Linked DNA regions of Gossypium hirsutum: region 1 is linked to region 2. The links are chromatin contacts, called in public Hi-C maps. All regions are on one chromosome and are shown on one strand. Each heading gives the region's core, a stretch centred on a gene start, on an enhancer-like site or on the middle of the called end of the contact. The rest is flanking DNA. Distances are from core to core; before and after follow the strand shown. Region 1 holds the start of LOC107932254 (NAC transcription factor 29-like). Region 2 holds the start of LOC107931875 (serine/threonine-protein kinase BSK1).

Region 1 (6,015 bases), core at 3,502-6,001, 370 kb before region 2:
TTAAATTGTATCAATCTTAGTGTTATTTAAGTATACATATGTATATTTTAATTTATTTTTAATTTGTTGGGAAAAATTTATTTTAATATTTTTAATATTTTTGATGTATTATATTTTTTTTAAAAAATTGTATAATAAATAATATAAAAAAATTAATACAGGCGGGCCGGGCTGAGCCTTGATTTAGCATTTTATTCGGGTTGAGCTTGGGCAAAATATTACGCCCATTTTTCGAGTCAAGTCCGGGTCTAAGATTTTGATTGGACCCAGCTCAGTCCATAGACACCTCTAATCATAAGTAAACATATATAAACAAAAATCTATATTTAAACACGAAAACAATTAGCATAATTTTTAAGCATTTGACAATATTTTATTTAATTTTTTTATTAAATTTTTTTTGAAAGTATTAAAAATATTGATCTTTCAAGCACAAGTAAAAAAATTGTATATCGAGTTGTTGCTTCAACAAGAAAATTATCCATGTAGACTATTTGACCTATTTTTTTTTAAATAAGATAGTGCTGATAATAAATTATAAAATTAAAATAATAACAACAAAGATAAGAGAATATTGGCCAAAATGATATTTTAATCTTCCTTTTTACTTGTATATCGTATGAACTTGTACATGATCACTGTTTATAGGCTCAACCATCAACATTTTAGGGGCTTTTTTACCCAAATATTATAAAATAAAACAAATATTCAAAAATGATATCCCACCTCGATTAATTACGGGAATGGATTATTTGGGGGGTGGAGGGTGGTGCAAAGGCGACACCACCCATTTTTTTTTATAATGACAAAAATCAGTTAACCAACAAAATAATAATATTATATTGATGGAAGGAAGCTAGTAGGCAGCACCAAAATAACCCGTATAAACCAATACAACCCGAACTGGTGGTGCCTACTTGACAGGCGGCCCTAAAAGTGTCTACTTAACAAGCGGCACCAAAGCCTAAATAAGAGCAGGAGATTTTATCAACCTTGGATCTATTTGAGAAATTGGTCCTCAGTAACATATGTTTTCTCAAGGGTTTTGCCAATCAACTTCTCCTACAGAGCAATGAGCTCGTTAAATGAATAGGTGTTTTTGGAAGACCTGATGAATAGAGTCTTGTTCAATGTTCTGGGGTCATTGACAACTTTGATGGTGTAGGTTCCAATATCAGCTTCATGGTTGAAAACAGCTGCAAATGGTGATGGCAGATGCTTTGTTTAATCTCTAAAACTAAGCAGTCGTCAAGTTTCTGATTAGAAATGATTTGTTTACCTTTAGGTTTTGGTGTCGCCTGTCAGGTAGGCACCACCAGTTCTTAGGTTGTGTTGGGTTATACGGGTTATTTTGGTGTCGCCAACTAGCTACTCTCCATCAATATAATTTTTTTTTGGTCAATTGATTTCTACCACTGTCAGAAAAAATAGGTGGTGTGGCCCCTGCACCACCTTCCACCCCCAAATAGTCTATTCCCGTAATTAATCAGGGTGGGATACCATTTTCGAATTTTTTATTTTATTTTATAATATTTTGGTAAAAAAGCCATATTTTGGTGAAACTTCTATTTTCTAATGTGTGCATGTTACCAAAGTGTTCAATGACTAGATTTATTGTATGGATTATTATGAAAGTGTATCTTCTCATTTAAAAAATGTGACTTAATTTTCTCTTCAATCTCTATTATTGTATTTTATTCTTTAGAATTGTAATAATTGTATATAAACATTCTCCTACATAAAATACTTTTATATTCTTAATATTTAGAAAGAAACAAGTAGCAAGAATAATTAATTCAACTCAATTTTAATTGTAAAAGATTAGAAGACTAAAAGTGTAACACCCCAAACCCGGCCTAGACTAAATGACTGAATCCGAAGATGTCACATGGAAAGATTTTGAAAACGGGTTGAGTTGATTATAAAACCCACATTCCTTTGTGTTTAATACAGAAAACATTATTTTAACAGTTTATTTGTCAATTACTTATTACAGCGGAAGCTTTAATCATTCGTGTTTGAAAACGCAGTTATATTTTTAGAAAAATATTCTTTGCATAAAACCGTTGTTTCCAATAAAACGTTTTACCAAAGCAATTAAATCAGAAATGACCAGTTAAAAATCAAACAGTCTAGAGAGTCCCAAAATTTACCAACTCTCAAATGATTACCAAAAATATAAATAAAAACCAACTTTAATCAATTTTACGAAAAAAGTGGTCACCGCTGAGTCCCGCTGCACCGATCTGCCTAAAACTGTGGATTACTTGACAAACAAACAAGCAGATTTGAGTTTACGTAAACTTAGTGTGTAACCCAATAAAATTAAGCATGCAAGCATACAATCATCATATATAGAACTAGTACAGATACAGATACGGACATCATGTCCTTTTCAGATAAAGTAGTAGAATCAGATACAGATATGCATAATCCTACCCTCATCCTCTACATACCTTCTCATTCATCCTATCACACTATGTGGGGTTAAAAACACCTACTCATCCCTACACACCACATTGTGTCATTAAAACACATATCAAATATAATATGTAGTCAAGTTTCCAGAATATAAGCGTTTAACGCCGATCAGAATACTTCCTTTTCATATACAAATCCCACATCAAAACAATTACAGAGCATACGTACAAAATTTAACACGCTTACATAAAAAAATAACAGATATGCATGACATAATCATACTCAGAATAGTGTTTCAGTCTAACAGACCACATAGTTTTAGGGTTTAGCAAGCCTTTACAGACCCTACAGTAAGCCCACAGTCGATTAGGACGACCTGTGCTACCCTACGAAAAATTTCAGTATAACGAGCCTAGACGCCCGTATGGCCCACACACCCAGATTGGCCTTGCCCGTGTCGCCCAAACGGCCTGGCCCAGAATCCGTACGCTCGTGTGTTTACCCGTGTGGGCCCACTCGCCCAAGTGGCCCACGCGCCCAAATTGGTGTTGCCCGTGTGGCCCACACGGCCACACTCGAGCCACTACACGACCGTGTGCTGCACACGACCATGCCTTCGTTGACCACACGGCTGTGTATTCGCACATGGCCTACCACACGGGGCAACCACAAGCCCGTGTGGCGTCGACAGTTTCTTTTTTTTGGCTTTTGCCGAAGCTTTGTTTTCTGTGTTTCGGGTACACACCTGATATCATCTCGATGCAACAACACTCCTGAGCACTCCGAGACCTAAAAACAGAATACCCACAACAAATTTAGCCAACAACTCACAACCCTTCAAAAATAAACCTAAAGATGTGCATACACTTACCACCAACACACGCATTTACTCACATCAATTCGACCGTTGAATAGAATCTGTTGTTTCACCCACTTCTCCTACGCATAAGATATCACAAAGATTCAACCTTTAGAAATCAACAATTAAAGAATGCCACCGCAAGCTAACTTACCGATTAAACCGAAATCAATGGTTCAAGGCGTACAAAAGCAAGGATTAGAGGCAGAGACGGAGAACAGAAGAAAAGAGTTTAATAATTTTCGTCAGAGAGTAAAGAAGATAAAAGAAAGAAATTTGGAGATTTTTTTTTTGATTTAGAAGAAGAAAAACATCAGAAGTTTTTGGGGGAAAGAAAATAAAGAATAAAATTAACAAAAAGATGACTACCAAATCTCAACTTCCTTAGAAACCCACACCACTGAAACCCTGACCCAAGGCCAAGCAAAATATAATACCCACGTCCATGCTAAGATTCAAACACAAGACCTCCAACATACAAACCTTCTTACCACTTGAATCAATAGACTCATTCTAATATAATTTTACAGATAATTAAATATAAGCCCACTGAACAAAAGTAAGGCTTGTATCAAAAAATAACCAAAATTTAGCAAAGGTGAGACTTGAACCCAAGACCTCTCATACACACCTAAAAAACCTAACTACTGAAACAAATACACAATTATATTAAAATCTTATAGAAGCAAAAATAAGAAATTTGGGACGTTACAGAAAGAACAACTAGAGGCGAGCTAATAGTAACTTTGGTTCCCTTAAAAATGAAAATATTTAATTTAGTCTTTTTAAAAATAATAAAAATATAAGTTAATCTATATAAATTGTACTTTAATTCTCTTAAAATAAAAATATTTAATTTAGCCTTTTTAAAAATAATAAATTAATTTATAGTAAAACATTTTACCTTTTAAAAATTTTATAATTCAATTTCGAAAATTTCTAGCTTTCTCACTGAACTAGAATCTACTTATCTCATATTATTTCAAAGATCGAAGTTTTTGGTAGAAATTTCCTTGCAAAAACCTTACTATTATGGCTTGGAATTTCCAAGCAAAAGTCCACATACACAAAAATAAAAGGCGAAAAAAGAAAAAGGAGGTCAAGGAAGACCTGAGAAATCAGTCATCGTCTACCTCACACAAATCTAGCAAAGATTAATCAATTGCGACTTTATTGTGTATAAGCGTGTGGGTTCCACCATTTGTTAAAGACTTCAGTTTCCATTTTGTACAGATACTTTTAGGTTCTTTCATGATTTTCTTTGGTGATGACTTGGTCTTAATTTTGAAGCTTTTTCATCACAACATTTTAAACAGATTTTTCACTTGTCCAAAACATTTATAAATCAGCAATTTCATCTAGCATCCTTATAAATATCCACCCAAGCCGGTGTCTTTTGCATGCAAAATCACATTCTTTTTCTTTTAATTTCATTTTCAATATTAAGCCAAACTGAAACCCTGTAAAAATACTTATACCTCAATGAACTGCCAATCCAATTCTGATGATACCACCCTAGAGATGGAACTTCCGGGCTTTCGATTCCATCCAACAGAGGAAGAACTCCTTGGTTTTTACCTCAAAAACATGATTTACGGTAACAAGTTGCGTGATGATGTAATTGGATTTCTCAACATTTATCACCATGATCCCTCTGATTTGCCTGGTACATAAGTGTTCATTTGTTTGTTTAACCACATAGGAAAATATGATTGTTTAATATATATGTCTGATTCGGATGTTTTTTTTTATAGGATTGTCGAAGATTGGGGAGAGGGAATGGTATTTCTTTGTGCCTAGAGATAGGAAGCATGGCAATGGAGGGAGACCAAACCGGACGACTGAAAATGGGTACTGGAAAGCCACTGGTTCTGACCGGAAAATTGTGAGCTTATCAGATCCAAAGCGGATAACTGGCCTGAAAAAGACTCTTGTTTTCTATAAAGGGAGAGCTCCACGAGGAAACAAGACTGATTGGGTCATGAACGAGTATCGCCTCCCAGATGGTTGCTCCTTGCCTAAGGTAGCTTTTTTTTTTTAAAAAAAAGTTAATTTGCATTGAAACAGGATTGCTTAAATTACATTAGCAGACTTAAATGGAAGGTCTTGGGTCTTATTCTTCTATGATTGAATACAGGACATAGTTTTGTGCAAGATATACAGGAAAGCTACCTCCTTGAAAGTACTGGAGCAAAGAGCAGCATTGGAGGAAGAGTTGAAGGCAACGAACACAACAACTTCATCTCCATTGTCATCCTTACAGACCATCTCCTTTTGCAACCCAAAAGAAGATTTGGTGCCATCAATTTCTGAAACCAGAGAATTCTTCAAGAAAGAAATTGAAGAAGAAAAAGAACTGGTGGAAGAGAAAAAAGATAGAATAGCAAAGGAGAACAAAGTTTCTCCACCATCTCTGCATTTTCCTGTAGGCAATGAAAAATTGGCAGAGCTTCAATTGCCCAAAATTATAAATGACTGGACCCAGGATCAATTCTGGACTCAGCTAAATAGCCCTTGGTTTCAGAATCTGACACCATATGCAAACATCCTGAATTTCTAATACCCTAAGTTACTTTGCCAAGCCAAGCTTAATTTAGACTCTGATGTTGTAAATAAGCTTTAATCAGCTACTGCTATATCTCGGTACTTGGTTGGGGCCCCTCGGCTCACATTGAAGTTTTGGATGACCATTTCTTTTACTGTGTTCAAGCTTTAAATGAAAAAAAAAAAAAAGG
Region 2 (5,316 bases), core at 372-2,871:
TCTTTCATATAGTTTACTCAACTTCATTGAAGAACAGTAGGATGAAACAAAAAAGGATGAGAAATCTTTTACTGGGAAAGCATGCAAGCACTTGCAGCAAACTGATGGATTGGATTGAAACCAGTTATGTGGAGTAACGTGAGTAAGGACCAAAGTAAATCCAGACATGAATAGCAGGTAAGTCCTTTATATTTGGACGCTAAGTCAAACAACAAATAAAAAAATTAGCAAAGGAATTACCATTTCTAAGATACTCTGGAGGTGTGTAGGCAAGATTAGTACTATAACTTTTTCCATCCCTGCTATTTTTCATCAGGCCAAAACATGAAAGACGTGGATCACCATCCTACAAAATCCATTAGAAAGAAATCAATTACTGGCCCACTGATAGTTAATCATAGAGAAAGTAGAGGAAAAAGGCCTATACATAATAAGCATTCTCAAATTCAAGAGACAATACCTCATCAAAAATAACCCGGTAAGCATTTAGATCATGATATAATGGATGACCCTCACTACTACAATAATCTAAAGCCTCAGCAATGCAGAAAGCTACTCTTAATCGCATTGCCCACTCGATGGTTTGATTTTCCCCTGTATAATGTGAACAAAGATCCAAACTTAGCCTGAGATAATCAGAAGGTCCAGATATATATTCAACTTACAAGCATGTAACTAGTAAAGGAAAAAGATCAAAGAATGTTACCCTTTATATCAAACTTACTAAGAAAAATCTACCTCTAGCATAGCTTATAAGTTCTATATGGATTACAGGAACTCATTAAATTACCAAGAAACTAAAACAAAAATTTATGGAGAATGAGAACTGACAGTGAAACAAATGCTTAGCAAGAGTATCATTTATCATGTACTCAGCAACAAGCAGCCTTTCATCTCCATCACAGCAATATCCTATCAAATTTGCCAGCCTCTTGTGTCTCAACTTCCCTACTCCCCAAGCTTCCTCCTAACCAAATCCATAAAAACCCACTTCAAATATCTAACCAAAAAAAAAATACTGAGAAAAAAACATTAAATCAAAAACAATGAAGAAATAATACCGCAAACTGTTTGGGGTCAGGCCAAGCCATCTTAGTAAACTTCTTAACAGCAATCCATTTCCTGTTCTTCAAACGACCTTTATAAACAAGGTTAGGAGCCTTTTCCCCACTTTCAGAAACGATGTTATCTGAACTGAAATTATTGGTGGCCGCTTTCAGGTCAGCCAAGGAGAACTCTGAGAAAGAAGGGACTCCATTAGTAACAGCCGGGTCGGCTACGGCACCCGGACTTGATTGGCTAAGGTTCTGTGGCTCCTGTTGTTGTTGGGTCTGGTCTTTTTCTGGGTGAGTCTCTGTTTGAAAAGATGATTGACAACAACCCATAATTCAGCTTTCTGGAATCTCTCTTTTACTTCTCACAGGAAAAAAAATGAACAACAAAAAAGGAAAAGAACAAAAATGGGTTTAGAACTTAAGAGTAGAATCTATTTGGGCTTTTGTCTTTGTTATTACTCGTTTTAATGGCTGCTCGTGTGCTTGTGGTGTGAGGGCTGCTGCACTGCTAACTTTCCTTATTACAAGATTTACATTGTTTTAATTTCTTGCAGTAATAAAGGAGTTCATCATTTCCAACTTTAAGACAGTGATATTTATAGTTTGCAGTCCCTTTCTTTTTTTTTTTTTAATGTAGCCCCTGGGAAATTACTCAGTTGCTACTCAGGTTAAATAATAATTCACTCATAAAACGTTGTTAATTTCAAGATATATTATATTAATTTCAGTTCACACTGTTTTTTTTTTATTGTTTTTTCTTCAGATTGTGTTTCTCACTGTAAATTGTTAAATTCGACGTAATTTTCATACGAAAAAACCCAAAGACTGGAAGAGTTCATTGAACCAACAACTCCTACAAGAAACATATATATATATATATGGTTGAGTTGAGATTTATTTGGTTTAGGGGTCAACAAATTAATCTCTTATTTACAGCCAAACTTGCACATTGATGTTCCATTAGTTTAATTCATGTCATAATTTCTTTTTATATAATTCCTTACCTCATATACCTCCAAAATTTTAAACTGAAATTCAACTTTTGCAATATAATACGAGCTAAACTCGTATTCGGTCGAAAAAAAACTCAAATTTTTTTATACATAATGTATTATTTTGAACAAATTAATAAATATAGTAAGATTTTCATTGTTTTTAGATACTTAAAATTAGATTTTATGAGAATATAACAACAGATTTAAGCATTGAAATAATGGAGAAAGCATATATTCTCTGGTCTCCACCAATAGCTAACCCATCAAATGAAGATGATGATGTGGCAGTGTCTAGATGTGAGGTCATGGCAATTTTTTAAAGCAAGAACATTAAATAAACAGCTTTCTTTCTTTCATTTTCCAGCTGGGAAAAGAAGACTAATTAACAAAATAATATAGTATGAAAGAACAATCTATTCGCTGTTGGGTAAGTAACCACTTCAGACCAAAGTTTGTCCGTTTTTAAAGCCTACCACCTTGGGTTTATTTAAACAATAACCAGCAACTTCCTAACAAAATTGCGAAAGGATTTTGTTAATGACTATTATAATTCTGTATTAACAAATTTTGTGAATAAAATTTTCATATATTTAGTTATTCCCATGATTTATTTTTTTCAAAGATAAAGGAATATTTTTTACTTATTTTGAAGAGGTTTTATTTTTTCTAGAGATTTCACTCATATTTCTAGTTTTAAGTTTAAAATTGTACTAACTATCCTTCACCTTATAAAAAACTATTGTAATATATATGTAATAAATAAGTTTTTTATGATATTATTACACTAGTAACCAAAGTAGGTATAAAAATTTTTGTTAAAAAGTCTTCAAAAATGAGCTTAGATGTTATTTAATTAGTCTATTTTATCGTATAACATCAGTAGCTTTGGAGTCTAAGGTTAAAATTGTAATATATTTTATTAATAATATATAATTTATAGTAAAAGTATTGTGTTAAATATCGTTATTAATGATTTTACGAATATTGTTACATATACTCTATCAAAAGTCACCTTCATCATATCACATGCACAAATAACATGCCTCGTCAAGGGAACTATTTCGCCTTGCATGTCCTTTGCCTAGGACTAAGGCTCATACGACTCAACCATACCAACAAGGTGGTTATTACTTTCATCCTTATACCTTGTAACCCCATCATATTGCCAACCTAATAAGGAATCACTAAATGATAGGCCTACCTATCATGAGAGGACACGTGACATTGAGAGGTCAATCATATATATATATACACATATTTCCTAGCTCTTTGCCTATATCTCTTTCATCCTTCCTCTCCTTCCAACTCTTCATTATAGTACCTTAACCACTACCTTCTCTCCTCACGATCTTCACCCTGTAGGGAGAATTGTTTGTCCCTCACCAACAATTGATAATTGTTACACATGTTTCGCCAAAACACCACCCTCACTAATAACATGTCTCATTAGGGGAACTACTCCACTATGCACGTCTCTGCTTAAGATCAATGACATATTTCTCAACCACCCGAACAACTCAACCTTACCTATTGTAACACTCTTTACTCAAGTTTTTACCAATAACCCAAGCAACAAATGCCACACTTGAGCTTTAAGTCACTACAATTCTAGCTTCACTTTGCACACTTCATTTCAACTTATATAAGCTTATTTGAGGTATTACAAATCATTTCTAAGCATCCCTTACGATTTGGTCGTGATTAGAAGTCAAAACGAATGAAGGAAATATAAGAAACTCAAGTGACTTGCAAAAAAGTACGAGAAGGGTCCTTGTCGTGACAACCGAAAGGCATTGTCTTGCCAAGGGTATTCAATGACCTCTTTGTTGCAACAACAACAACAAAAAGAAAACTTTGACGTGACAATAGCCTCACTGTTGAAAGAAAATAAAGAGAGCCATCGTTGTTGCGACAACAATATTGACGTTGTCATGACAATGCTGTCAAAATTGTCAAATTCAATATTGTTAGACTATCAAGACCTACAAAAATAGAATAAAAAACCTATTTAAAAATATAAATTAGTTTATAACAGCAAGTAGGATTATATCCACAGAGAATAATGATAATTCTATTTCATTAATAAAAATAAAAATAAAGGGGTTTAAAATTAAAAGAAAGTAAAAAGGGGTCGTAAAATAAAATAAAATAAAATTAATAAGGAAAAACTATAGTCAAAAGTAATATCTCCGTCGATCATTGACGAAAAATAACTTCAATGCCTTTAACAAATTAGTTCTTGTTGTTGACTTGGTGTTGGGAAACCGATCTCTCATTACCTGTTCGGTAACCAAGAGGCAGCTTGTTTGAAATTAATTTCCTAACCGATAAATAACCCTATAACTCAGTGCCCAAGATTTAACTTACCAACAGCATTAAGAACTATAATGACCTAATTCTAACCAACAAACTCACATCAGTAGGGTTTATTTAAGTTAGATCACACATCCACACTACATAATCATAAACTACAACATAAGTGGGTTATGCAATTTGTCACTAGTATTAGAATAAATTAAATAATTACGAATTTAATTATTATAATTGATAAGACAACCATTCTAAGCTATCAAGTATTGGTTACATATTTAATAAACTTGAGCAGTTGTAATTATAATAGAAGATGTATGAATACCAAAAAAAAAAGACTTAAGCGCTTAAATCTCACAAAATTTGAATCAAACTTCGATAAAACCATTGACTAGAAAATCAAGTTTAAAAACCCATAAAATAAAGAAAACAAAATAAAACTAAGAACAAGTCTAAATCTCCCCATAATAATGTCTATTTATAGGGGGGAAATAATATAATGGAGAAAGTATAAAAGTTCCCTTAATTACATAAGGCATAATTTTTCTAGATATTTTGACAATTTTTGTGTCAAACTTCTAGGCTATTTTGTGCATCTTCTTGAAATTTTTGGCCTTCTGCCATGAAATAAATTTAGTTAGATCTTTTAATTCCCTTCGAATCGGTACATTATAGGCTCAAAACAGACATTTGTAGCTCAAGTTATGACCAAAATATAGATATTACACTGTGTTGAAAGTCCAAACCACAAAAACTTGTCAAAACAAACTTTAAAGCTCTTTTTTCTCCAATTATTTCCTAAAACAATAATAAATAAAATATAAGTATAAATAATATAATTAGAAAAAAAATAGTATAATTCAAAGGGAGAAATATCACAAATAGTTAGAGAAATATGCACTTATCAAATATCAAACATTTTCAAACGTATACCAATCAATTCCCAACATTTACAA

What was found. Hi-C and Micro-C count contacts between places; a contact is called where the count stands out from the background.
Region 1: a Hi-C map of leaf shows a contact between it and region 2, with 2.0 times the contacts expected there. The contact joins the promoter of LOC107932254 here to the promoter of LOC107931875 in region 2. A contact is called at or near these places in 2 of 34 Hi-C or Micro-C datasets (callus and leaf).

Annotation. Positions count from the first base shown.
Region 1 is chrA12:5,847,822-5,853,836 of Gossypium_hirsutum_v2.1, reverse strand. It overlaps LOC107932254 (NAC transcription factor 29-like), which reads left to right and starts at 4,751. Exons shown (of 3, transcript NM_001327347.1): 1 at 4,751-4,946; 2 at 5,035-5,303; 3 at 5,418-5,889. The coding sequence starts at 4,763. The coding sequence ends at 5,840.
Region 2 is chrA12:5,472,865-5,478,180 of Gossypium_hirsutum_v2.1, reverse strand. LOC107931875 (serine/threonine-protein kinase BSK1) reads right to left here and starts at 1,621. Exons shown (of 10, transcript XM_016863842.2): 1 at 1,062-1,621; 2 at 832-967; 3 at 461-594; 4 at 241-346. The coding sequence starts at 1,385.